4 separate regions of the Sus scrofa genome follow, and regions 1, 3 and 4 are each linked to region 2. A link is a contact called in public HiChIP or PLAC-seq data. All regions are on one chromosome and are shown on one strand. Each heading gives the region's core, a stretch centred on a gene start, on an enhancer-like site or on the middle of the called end of the contact. The rest is flanking DNA. Distances are from core to core; before and after follow the strand shown.

Region 1 (2,700 bases), core at 111-2,610, 340 kb after region 2:
ATTATTATAAGCTAAATTCAGAACCCAAAATAACTTGAAATGCTATTATTTTCACAAAATAAAATATTTAACTGTCTTGCCTCAACTCTGTTTTCCATTCTCTTTATTTCTGTTTTCCCCGAACATATTGAATAATACTTAATTTTCTAGGCACGTAGATGATGTATTACAAGTAAACAGGCTTTGGCTTTACATCAACAGAGCTGGTTGTCACAGCTCTGACCTCTGGAACGAAGGTACAACTACCTTCTCTTCATCAAGTACATGAGGATTATCCCCGACACATGACAGCTAGAGTGTGTTGGGAGGAAAGGTGGTTTGGTTGTCTCCTATTTCTTTAAGACCTTTTTTCTTCCTGAAAATAATTTGGGAATTTGGGAAGAAATACTAACTCCATGGTTGGAATTGTGACATGAATGATATTTTGTACAGGCATTAGAGGCTGAAAGCTGATAAAAACTCTTCACAGTAAATATTAACTTTGGGACCATTTTGTGGGGAATTTATGTTGCCTGTGAAATACTGCTTAGCCGTTTTCATAGGAGAAATACCACAGTGCACTCTTACATTTATCCACATGGCATTGTTGGAGCAAATTAGAAACTAGTGACTTCAGAGTTCATTTACTCCTTTTGATCTAATTTGTAATCAAGGAGCATTGTAGGCGTATGGAGGATAGAAAACACATGATTTCCTGTTACCTCACTCATCCCAGATTTCAACCAAACCACTGAACTGTAATTTGGAAGAAGCACTTGACTCACACTTACAGTTCCATCTGAGACAGCTATTATCTCCTTATGGTTCCAGGAACAGCAGCTTAATTTTAGAAGAAGCCGCTGAGCTGAGAGAAGAGCTGTGCCAGCACAAACCGGCACCCTGCTGCTCGTTTTCCTTCCCAGGAGCCCCACTTTCCTATTTCCCTGCACTTCTGACATCTCTTTGACAAAACTGCTGAGCTCAGAAGATAGAAACCACACACACCGTGGTGCTGCTAAGCACATGAAATATCAAGTGCATTCTTCTGCCCCAAGGTCACACTTACCAGTTTGCAGAGGAGTGGCAGTGGTGGAAATATTCCGACGTGACCGTGGAGCTGGATGAGAGAATGAATAACCCACGGAGGCTGAATCCAAGAAAAAGTTAAGAGCAGGGCTAAAGACAGGACCCTGGGGGCCAGTTCAAAAATAATGCATGTGGTCAGGCAGTAGAATGTCAGAGCCACACAGCCAGCCTTTTATGGCCAAGAAGGCAGATAAATATAGCAGCAAATGGGAAGGGTAGTCCTAAACTGAGAGGCAGAGGGAGGCACTGGCAGGTAGCTGCCTGGGTAATGTAATTACATTAATGCCAGTCAATGGGTCTGGCTTGATTAAACCAAATGTGAGATATTTATTTGGGTATAAGGGCTATTTTCAATATCATTTTATTACTGGTTATCTGAAAGTGTAATGGAAAGAGTGGTTTGTGTTGAGAGCTAAAAATAGATGTAGTAATCTGATTCCCAAAATGGACTTCATGGAATGTAAATGCCAAGATAATCGTTCTGGATGTGCTGTTCATAATGCATGTACATTTAAAAGACACAAGGTGAAAAAAGAACATGAGGCTAACTAGAGGCAAACAAGTAAGAAATGGGTTACAGGCGGTAGAAATTTTGGATCGAAGATTCGGGGGTCACCAGTTCTCTCATTTCAGGAAAATTTTACAAAGTAGGTCATAGCTTCAAGTTTGAGTATTTGATTCCCCAGTCATTAAAGCCTTTAGGAAGCAACATGTTTTATCTTTCCTAAAGCCAGAGTAGGGTCAGTCTATCTAACATCACTTCTCTTTCTTTGTTTTTTCCAACTATTTCACAAATTCAGAGGTGGTAAAACCTGGTGGTTAGAGCTTGCACTTCAGACTCAGACCAGACCTCAATTCCAGACCGTTGATGGCACTTAATAGCCATGTAACTTTAAGCAATTTATTTTTCTTTAAGCTTCATTTTCCTTCTCTATAAAATGGGGATAATAACGTCCAAATTATGGGACTGCTGTGGAAATCAACGTGATAACACAGAGAAAGCACTCACCTATCGACTGCCACATAATGAAGACCCAGTAAATGTCAACTGTTGTTCTGATAGTAGTAATTTAAAAGTTCAGATTATAGGTACTGAGCAGGTTATGTTCTGATACTAGAGCACCTAAATACAGATCACCTGTATTTATCCAAATACTGAACAGACCCACTATTAGGACCTACTTTCTAATCCCTTTCTTGATGACAATGACAGTTAACACTGTTGAGGACCTATCAAGTGCCAGACACTATGGTAGGCACTTTGTGTGATCCCATTTAATGGTCATAATGCCCTGTAAGGCAAGTAGCATTAGCTTCAGGCTACAGTTGAGGAAACTGAGGCTTCGAGAGGTAAAGTCATTTACCAAAGAGCACACAGCTAGTAAACGACATAAATGCAGTTCATTCAGAGATATGTGGATTCCAAAGCCCATGCTCTTTTTGTCATGTGTTGCCTTATCCTCCCTCCGATGATATTTTGTCTGTAAGAAACTAGATGCTTTCAAATGGTCTTTCAAGTGCAATATGGGTCTCCACTCATAACTGAGGGTCAGCTTTTGAACTACCCACTGTATATTAAAAAAGGTATTCCACTTAGTCCTGAGTGGAAATATTCCGATGTGACTGAGGAGCTGG
Region 2 (2,700 bases), core at 9-2,508:
GGGTTATGCAAGACAGCTTTTTATCCCTTCCTGTTGCTTTCCGCGCAGGGTGGATGGCTCTTTTGAAGGCTGAGGTCATGTCATCCCATTATTTGCATGATCTCCCATTTAGAGAGTTCTCAGACAGTCTATGTCCTTACATGGTATATTTTTCTGCTCAGCTTTTGTGAAGTGTCTACTTAGGGAATTTTCTTTCTTCTATTTGCAAATCAAAAGGTTCAACAACATCAAAGCATACTAGAAATGAAATGGACCAAAGGTTTCATTTAGTTACAGTAAAGCTTTATTGTCCATGTTACAATTCACAGCCAACAGCATCCTTTAAGTTCACAGATATTGCAGTTAATCTATGCAATCTGCAAATAACCTCACCTCAGTTCATTAGACGCAGCAGGTTAACTTAAATACAGAGTTCTCTCTGCCCAGGAGAGTACAACATTCTGGTGGGGATTTTAGGTAAGGTTCTTTGGTAGACTTGATTCATCCCCAAAAGAAATTTGTAAAGTTCGTGTAACTCGAAAATAGCCAGAAAATATGCAAGCAAGTGAAAAGACATCTAGCAGTGCCTGAACTGTTTCAAAGCAAAGGCGATTATTGTGGAGAAAATGCTTTTAACGTTGGTAGGAAAAGTTCAGAAAAGGACATCAGAAGGAGAGGCTGGGAGGTTACCTTGCCAAAACCAGTGTAGTGTATATTAGTCTGATGTTGTGCTTTAGAACCTGTTGGTTAGTGTCGCTTCCAGTGTCCCCTGCTGCCCTGCATGTTGACGAGGCAACTAGTGTTAAATGGATGCGTAAGGGAAAGAAAGAGAAGAGGACCCGCGTTCATTTCTCCTAACCCCTCCTAAGTTCAGACGTGGAGGAATGGCCGCGCGTCTTGCCAGAGGAAACCCGAGTCGAGTCCGATAAAGAACTGATAAAAATGTCCCTCATTCGCCCCGGGAAGCCGGCACCCAGGCACGACGTGAGGACCGCCAGACTCGCTGACTGCGGCCGCTTCCCGAGGGGCCGGGGCGCGCCCGCTGGAAGGTGGGAGGGGAAGTTGCCCCGATTCTGGGAAGAGACCAAAGGAATGAGTAATTGGAAATTCTGTAACGGAGACCCTTTCCCCAAACCCTGTGGCCTTTTCACCCCAAACCCCCTGCCGAGCGGCAAGAGGACTGGAGACGGACGCGCTGGAAGGAGAGTCACGTTTCGGAGGGGGAAGTGAAATAAAAAGGGCGGCACCGGGGGGACCTGTGCGTCATTGAGGGACCGAGAAGAAGCGCGGGCGCACGGGGTGGAGAAAGAGAAGGGGGAGCAAGAAACCGGAGGGGGCGGCCGCGGAGCGCGGGTGGGGCGCGGCGCAGCGCCCGAGCCTCCTGCCTTTTCGGGCCGCGCCCCGGCCGCCCGCAGCCTCCCGGCGCTTGCCCCGACCCTCTCTCCGTATCCCGCCGGCGGGGCGCGCCCCGCGCGCAGAATGTGGCAGAGGACACGGGCTCGGCCCCGCGCGCCCTGGCGTTGGGCGCTGGCGCTTCTGGCCCTCGGCGGCGCGGGACTGTGCCACGCCGGCCCGCAGCTCAGGCACCCCGTGAGGCCCAGCGCCAGGAACAAGTAAGTGCGCGGCCTCGCCTCTCCCCCAGGACGGCGAGGCTCCCTCCACCTACCCCTCCCGACTCTGCCCTGCTGAGGCCATGAGCTGCAGCCGGGGTCCCCCTCCGCCTGCCGGGGTGGTGCCTCCTCCTCGGTGGCCGCGCGCTCCAGGGGCTACGCCGGGCGCCCCCAGCGACTTCTCCCTTGCCTCCCGCAGGGCTGCCTGGGGCTTGGGGCGCAGGGCGGGTCCCAAAGAACAGGGCGATCAGGAAACTACCCCCCCCCCAGGAATTACTGGAGTCGCTGGGACCTTAAGGGCTCTTTTTGCCTCTGTCTTTTGTCGGGTACAGGTTCACGCTATCCAAAGGCGCACCCGCGCACCCTCTAGATATCTGCTGGTCGAGCGCCCGCCTCTGCCCGCCGGGACCAGGGTATCCCAGACGCCCTGTAGGCTCGTCAGGTCTCCCCCAGCCTCTCTGTTCAGGTTTACACCGTGCCCTTCTCCCTTTCTTTCACCCCAGGAACTGGTGCGCGTACATCGTGAACAAGAACGTGAGCTGCTCGGTGCTGGAGGGAAGCGAGAGTTTTATTCAGGCTCAGTACAACTGTGCCTGGAACCAGATGCCCTGTCCGTCCGCGCTCGTGTAAGTCGCGGAGCCAGGGCCGCGGGGGTGGGTGGGGGTGGGGTCAGAGCGCTGGGCTCCAGCCGCTCAGCAAATCTCTTCCAGTGGTTGAAAAACTTCCGCTGAAAAGTTTGAGCGCCGACTGGGGTACCAGGCACGATGGGGTGTTTAAGGAGCGTGTGCCGCCTGGAGCGAGCGTCAGGGATGCGCCTGCCTTGCGAGCTTGCGATTGCTGAGCATAGGAGGGGACCAACAAAGCCCCCCACCCCCACTTCTCTCTTTCTCTCTCTCTTTCAATTTTATTGCTAACATAAGGCAGCTGGACCTAATTACATCCATATTGCGTGTTCTGGGGCACAGAGAAGATTCCAAAATGTATACTGCTAAAACTTGTACAAGTAGGATTAGCTGAGGGTTTGCTTTAACCAGTGTTCTAAAAGAGGCGAGTTTTGTCCAAATGTCCCCATAAAACTGACCTCTTCCAGGTGTTGGGATCTCTAAAGTCA
Region 3 (2,700 bases), core at 61-2,560, 270 kb before region 2:
GTTCTCTTCCGGCAATAAGGCTTTTCAAAACTTCCTTATCTTTTTTTTTTAACAGTTTTTAAAGTTGAAGTATAGTTAATTTACAATGCTGTGTTAGCTTCAGGTGTACTGCAAAGTGACTCTTTTTCAGGTTCCTTTCCATTATAGGTTATTACAAGACATGTACTATAGTTCCCTGTGCAATACAGTAGGTCCTTGTTAAGTCTACTTAATACATACTACTGTGTATTTGTTAATCCCAAACTACTAGTTTGTCTCCTTCCCCCATCCCCCTCTGATAACCATAAAATTGTTTTCTAAGTCTGTGAGTCTGTTTTTTAAATAAAGAACTACCTTATCTTTTCTCTAAAAGAAGGCTTTTAGTTCTGGATTGCTTATTAAATCTGGTGTAGTGGAAAACTTAAGAGGAGAAGAGAATAAGAAATACATCAAGTGATTAACAGTAGTTAATAACAGTAGCATTTAGATTTAAAATCTAACTCCGTATATTAGCAGTACGACCACGGACAAGTTACTTGATCTCAGTGAGCCTTAATTTCATCATTTTTAGGACATCTCAGAGGGCAGTTCAGAGAATTAAATGAGATAATCGACAAGAAGTGTTTGTTGTGCAAGGTGTCTGACACAAAGCAAGTGCTCAAATAAATGCTACGGATGATGGTAATTCTGTTCTCAATCCTCCCTTCCGAGTCATTACTTGGGGTGAAGAGGTCCTGAAATTGTAGTGATAGCTAGAACGTCGACAGAAGACTGAAACTCGGCCAGGAAAGGTGACGTGCCCCAAATTAAGTGCACTTCTCCCTCCTATTTGGCCTCACACCGGGTCCCTCCACCTCCTCGCAGGCCGCCACTAGAGGGCCGTAGAGCCCCAGACAGCAGTGCAGCTCTGAGCGTGAACCCTGGTGGCCGCCTCCATAGCGCGACCCTCGGAGCCGACTGCTCCCACAGCAGGCCGTCACTGTCTCCTACCTCACCGCCTCCCTCGTCAGAACAGTGCACGCCGCCTTCCCAGACTTCCTTCCTGAAACAGCACCCAGCTAAACAGTGGTCTTGAAAGACACTCCTTTCAGAGCATAAGCAAAAAAAAAAAAAAAAAAAAAAATCTCCTTTTCTAAGAGTCAGCAGGAGCGGCCCTGCTGCTGTACGGAAAAAGCGTTCCAGGGCTGCTTGGAGCGCTAAGCTCGCTACCCAAGGGCTTAGAGCGCCTGGGTCCTTGGAGCTAAATACAGGAATCGGGCCAAACTCCATAGAAGACACTTCAGAGACATTAGACGCCAGTGCGCCCCGTGAGGCGGCAGGGCGCCACCGTCACGCAAAGTTCCGGCGCGCGGGATTTGCGCACGCGCGCGCACGTCAGCGCGATGACGTCAGCGCCGGCGGAGATTTTAAAATTCGAACGGCACGGGCGGGAGCAGAAAGGAGTTAGTGTTTTGGCTGCCACTGTCCGTTTTAGCTGGCAATTGCACGGTTTACAGAGATTCGGCTGCCGGGTCGTGTCAGGAAGCTGGAAGAAAGGTGACTAATGACTTCAGGTTAATTTCGTTCCGGCAGTTCTGGTCTGGAGGGGGAACGCTAGGGCAACAACCCGTTAAATTCGGAGGCCTGGAGGACGGCGTTCTGGTGTTTGCTCTCCTAACTCGCCTCCGGCCGAATCTATGCCAGGCGCTAGTTTCCCGGAGTCCAGTAAATTTCTAATGGCGGTGATTTCCTAAAGGAGAAAGGAAGGGTCAAGGGGACACTAGTGGTAAGAAGAGGGAATGGAGAAAGGAAAAGGGGATTAACTGATGGAAGCAGAGAGAGGAAGAACAAGATGAGGGACTGTTTGGTGTGTTGCGTTTGAGATACTAGTGTAACATCCTGGTGGCCATGTAAGGAATACATCTGGAAGTCTCAGTCTCAGATTTTAAGAGTACATTTTAACTGGAGATTGGTAGTGGACCTAAAGATATAGATGAGAGTGGAAAAGTTTAATAGATGCAGAAGCGTATACTGGAGACGAAATAGTTGGCCAAAGAGGAAAAGAGTGCAGTCAGTTGAAAAGACAAAGGTGAGCCCAGAGATGTAGAAGGATTACCACAAATGTCCACTTTCCTGGAAACCAGGGAAGGATCTGGAAGAACTCGGTGTATAGTGTCTAATGCCTCAGAGCTAAGTTAGGATCAAAAGATTTGTTAATCAAGAGTATCCCAGGCAGGAGGCAACCGTTTCAGTAACTGGGAAGGGGGTGAGGTACGACTGTGGTCTCAGAAAATGGAAGCAGTCTGTAGACCAGATAATTTATCCTTGATGAAGGGAGATTGAAGCAAGAGAGGCAGAAATTGAAGAATATAAGTGGGAGACAGAGCAAGAGAGATGGATGTTAGGAAAAGCAAACAGAATGGCTCTATTCTGAGACAGAAGAAAAGGAAACAGGTAGTTCTTTTCAGGTAGCCTCTAACTCCCCACTGAGAGGCACAGCCAACAGTAGTGATGTGGTCTGAGTTAGGATGCAGAGTTTTAACTACCATAAATACCCTTGTGAAGGTAGGAGTCATAACTAACCTTTGTATTGTTTGCATTGCTTTGCATGCTTCCTGGTACATGGTAGGCAGTAAGTGTTTATGTGTGTTGAATACTTTTAAATGGAGTTAGATAGATATTCCCTGCAAATGAGGACTTCACCTTACACGAACAAGTAAAGATAGCCCAGGAAAGATTATC
Region 4 (2,700 bases), core at 134-2,633, 360 kb after region 2:
AACCCAGCTAGTACTCATGAGGATGCAGGTTCATCCTGGCCCCCATTCAGTGGGTTAAGGGCCCTGCCTTGCCATGAGTTGTGGTGTAGCTCGGATGGCAGACGCATCTCGGATCTGGTGTGGCTGTGGCTGTGGTGTAGGCCAAGAGCTGCAGCTTCAATTTGACTCCTAGCCTGGGAACTTCCATCTGCTGCAGGTGCGGACCTAAAAAGACAAAAACAAAACAAAACAGAGGAAATGCTCCTGAGGTCTTTGAAGGTGTAGCTTAATCACATCCCGAGTGCATTACTCTGCAGCTTTTACCTTTCTTGTCAGCAGGGTGAGAGCGGCTTTCGAGGGGACCCCAAGCCTCAGAACTGCTCTGGCCTGGTGAGCCAGACCAGGCTCCCAAGCCCGGCTTTGGGGTGACCTGGAGTGTCATGGGCTCCAGCCCACTCCTTCGTCGCCGCACTTGCCAGACTGGACAGAGGAGGGCAGAATTGGGCGACGCAGTGTCTGAAGCTGTGTTGGGAAAGGAGAACTGAGAAACTATAGGCCAGACTTCTTACTCTTTTCACCAGGCACCCTGAGAGGCATGGGCGTGGTTAGGAAGCTCCACGCTGTGGGTCGCGGGTCTTCCCTCAGAGCCCGATGGAGACAGGTTCTCCCTGTTGTCGGGGACTCAAGAAGCTCCGGTGGGAAACAGAACCCCAAACTTTCTGAAGAGGGAATAAGTCTTCCGCCTGCCTTGGCCTGAGGAGATCCTTCTGGGGCAGAGATAGTGGCCGCTTCGCTGGGGGCCCCCGGGACTTCACAATGTTTGCTCCTGACGGAGGGGCGCGACCCTTTATAAAATAACATGGTACACAGAAATCAAATCTCTCGCCTAAAGGCCTCATCTTGAGGTACGCTAGCCGTGCTGGACCCTCAGGAGAACCAAAAACTCCCAGGTCAACCTGAGGCGAGCCCCAGGCGCAGGCGCAGGACTGCTCGGCGCCAGGGGCCGGGCACTCGGAGGCGGGGCGAAGGCCACTCACGTGAGCCGCGAAATATCTCCGCGATTTCCCTACAAGGACTTCGGCTGCCGAGCCCCGCCCCTAGCCGGGCTTTGGAATGTGCGGAGGGGCAAACCCACAGGAGAGACTCACCCATTTGCCAACAGAAAAGGGGGGAAAGAAAAGCTTACTTTGTAAAAGGGGGTATAAAAAAGACTAAAACTTAGTCATTAGTCCCAATGAACCATTTAACGTTTTTCTATGTGCTAGGCTGCCCAATTGATACTTTCTTGCAATGCAGTCGGTCAAAATTACGCCCTTGGAGCATACTGGCAACACCCCTGCCCCGTCGCCCTTCCGTTAACCCAGGCTCACAGTGTTAGCCCAGAATGGTGACTCGACTTCCTTCCGGTTCGCTAGGCGGAGGCCGGAAGTGTTGGATTGTAGCGGCTCTGGTATTGGAAGCGAGTTAGTAGCGGCAGCCGAGGCAGCGAGGGGGTACCCGAAGCAATCGGATTCTTGCGGCTGAGCAGGGTGAGTGGTGCTTGGGGCTCATTCTGGCCGCATACCCGTGGGGCGGCTGATGAGCAGCGGTGCTTCCGTGGTACCGGGAGCGCACCTGGGCAGATGTACCAGCCGCTTCGTGGGTTTCGAGCCCAAGGGCCAGCTCCAGTATCAAAAGCCGGGGGCCGGAAACGGCCCAGATGCCAATTTTGCCAGACTTGGAGGTCAGGAAATGTGGCTTAGCCTGCTGGCGCCGCGAGCTTGGGCGACAGCCGGCCTGGGAAACCCGAGCCCCGCGGATCTGACTCTGGGACTAAGTTTAGTTTCTAACGTAAACTTGCCGGATTCAAGAGTTTGCGCAAAAACTGTAGCCCATTGCCTCCCCCACCACCACTCCGGCGCACCTCCCCGCTGCAGCTGTTGTTGCAGCTGTGTGGCTACGTTTAGTTGGAATAACCACCTCAAATTAGCATCTTCCTCAGCTCAGTGTCCATTCTGTAATTAGAACTTTGTTTTAAGTGATATTTGGGCAAAGGGAGGTTTGGTGTTTAATTTGCGGCTTCAGAAAAATTCCATAATACACCACCACATTCCTTTTGGGTGGAGACTTGGGGTTATATCAGTTTCCCAAAGTGTTTCTTTTTATAGTAGTTGAATTGGTTTATCAAAGAGTATGTCAGTTCTTTACAGAACTTGGAGTAGAAATAAGCGTTCAGGTGAGATTTTAACTTCAGCGCACAAAGTTTTATATCTAAAGGTGAAGAAAGTGAGTATTTCTTAAAATTATTGCTGTTTGTTTCATGTTCTGGAAGGCATTCGATAAAACTTGACCAGAGAGCTTTTTATTTTCAAAAGTGAGGCTTTACTCTCAGTGAACCCCGACAAAGAATTGCCTTTGTCAAGTGCTGAGAACTTTTTGGGTGTGGCAGTCTAAGGGAACTGTTCCTACCTTTAACCGGAAGTTTGCAAAGGAATTGAAAACTTGGTTTAGTTGGAACGGAAGCACCACCCTGAAAATGTACTTTTAAAAAACTGTGGTTGGCACCAAAAAGTTATATATCTATTTAGCTTGGAAAAAGGTTTATTGTTTAAATGAGACAAATCAGTAGATTTGGTCTGGACTCGGAAAGCAGACACTGTGCTGTCGTACTAGGAGGTGTTTTCTGAAATGAGAGTTTTTCCTTAAAGAACATGTTTCCAGAATACTGGTCAATTTGAGTGT

What was found. HiChIP or PLAC-seq counts read pairs in DNA pulled down with a chosen protein or histone mark.
Region 1: an H3K27ac HiChIP or PLAC-seq map of alveolar macrophages shows a contact between it and region 2. The contact joins the promoter of MYOM1 here to the promoter of EMILIN2 in region 2. A contact is called at or near these places in 2 of 2 datasets of contacts at active chromatin or transcription factors (alveolar macrophages and skeletal muscle).
Region 3: a contact with region 2 is called in an H3K27ac HiChIP or PLAC-seq map of alveolar macrophages. The contact joins the promoter of METTL4 here to the promoter of EMILIN2 in region 2. A contact is called at or near these places in 1 of 47 Hi-C or Micro-C datasets (embryonic fibroblasts) and 2 of 2 datasets of contacts at active chromatin or transcription factors (alveolar macrophages and skeletal muscle).
Region 4: an H3K27ac HiChIP or PLAC-seq map of alveolar macrophages shows a contact between it and region 2. The contact joins the promoter of LOC733637 here to the promoter of EMILIN2 in region 2. A contact is called at or near these places in 2 of 5 promoter capture datasets (liver and skeletal muscle) and 2 of 2 datasets of contacts at active chromatin or transcription factors (alveolar macrophages and skeletal muscle).

What each region holds. Positions count from the first base shown.
Region 1 is chr6:103,449,866-103,452,565 of Sscrofa11.1, reverse strand. It overlaps MYOM1 (myomesin-1), which reads right to left and starts at 1,360. Exons shown (of 37, transcript XM_005665300.3): 1 at 1,046-1,360.
Region 2 is chr6:103,785,479-103,788,178 of Sscrofa11.1, reverse strand. EMILIN2 (EMILIN-2) reads left to right here and starts at 1,258. Exons shown (of 8, transcript XM_021096135.1): 1 at 1,258-1,592; 2 at 2,093-2,215. The coding sequence starts at 1,459.
Region 3 is chr6:104,054,441-104,057,140 of Sscrofa11.1, reverse strand. METTL4 (methyltransferase-like protein 4) reads right to left here and starts at 1,310. Exons shown (of 11, transcript XR_002345043.1): 1 at 970-1,310. NDC80 (kinetochore protein NDC80 homolog) reads left to right here and starts at 1,356. Exons shown (of 17, transcript XM_013999249.2): 1 at 1,356-1,515.
Region 4 is chr6:103,423,473-103,426,172 of Sscrofa11.1, reverse strand. It overlaps LOC733637 (myosin regulatory light chain 2 protein), which reads left to right and starts at 1,383. Exons shown (of 4, transcript NM_001244251.2): 1 at 1,383-1,508.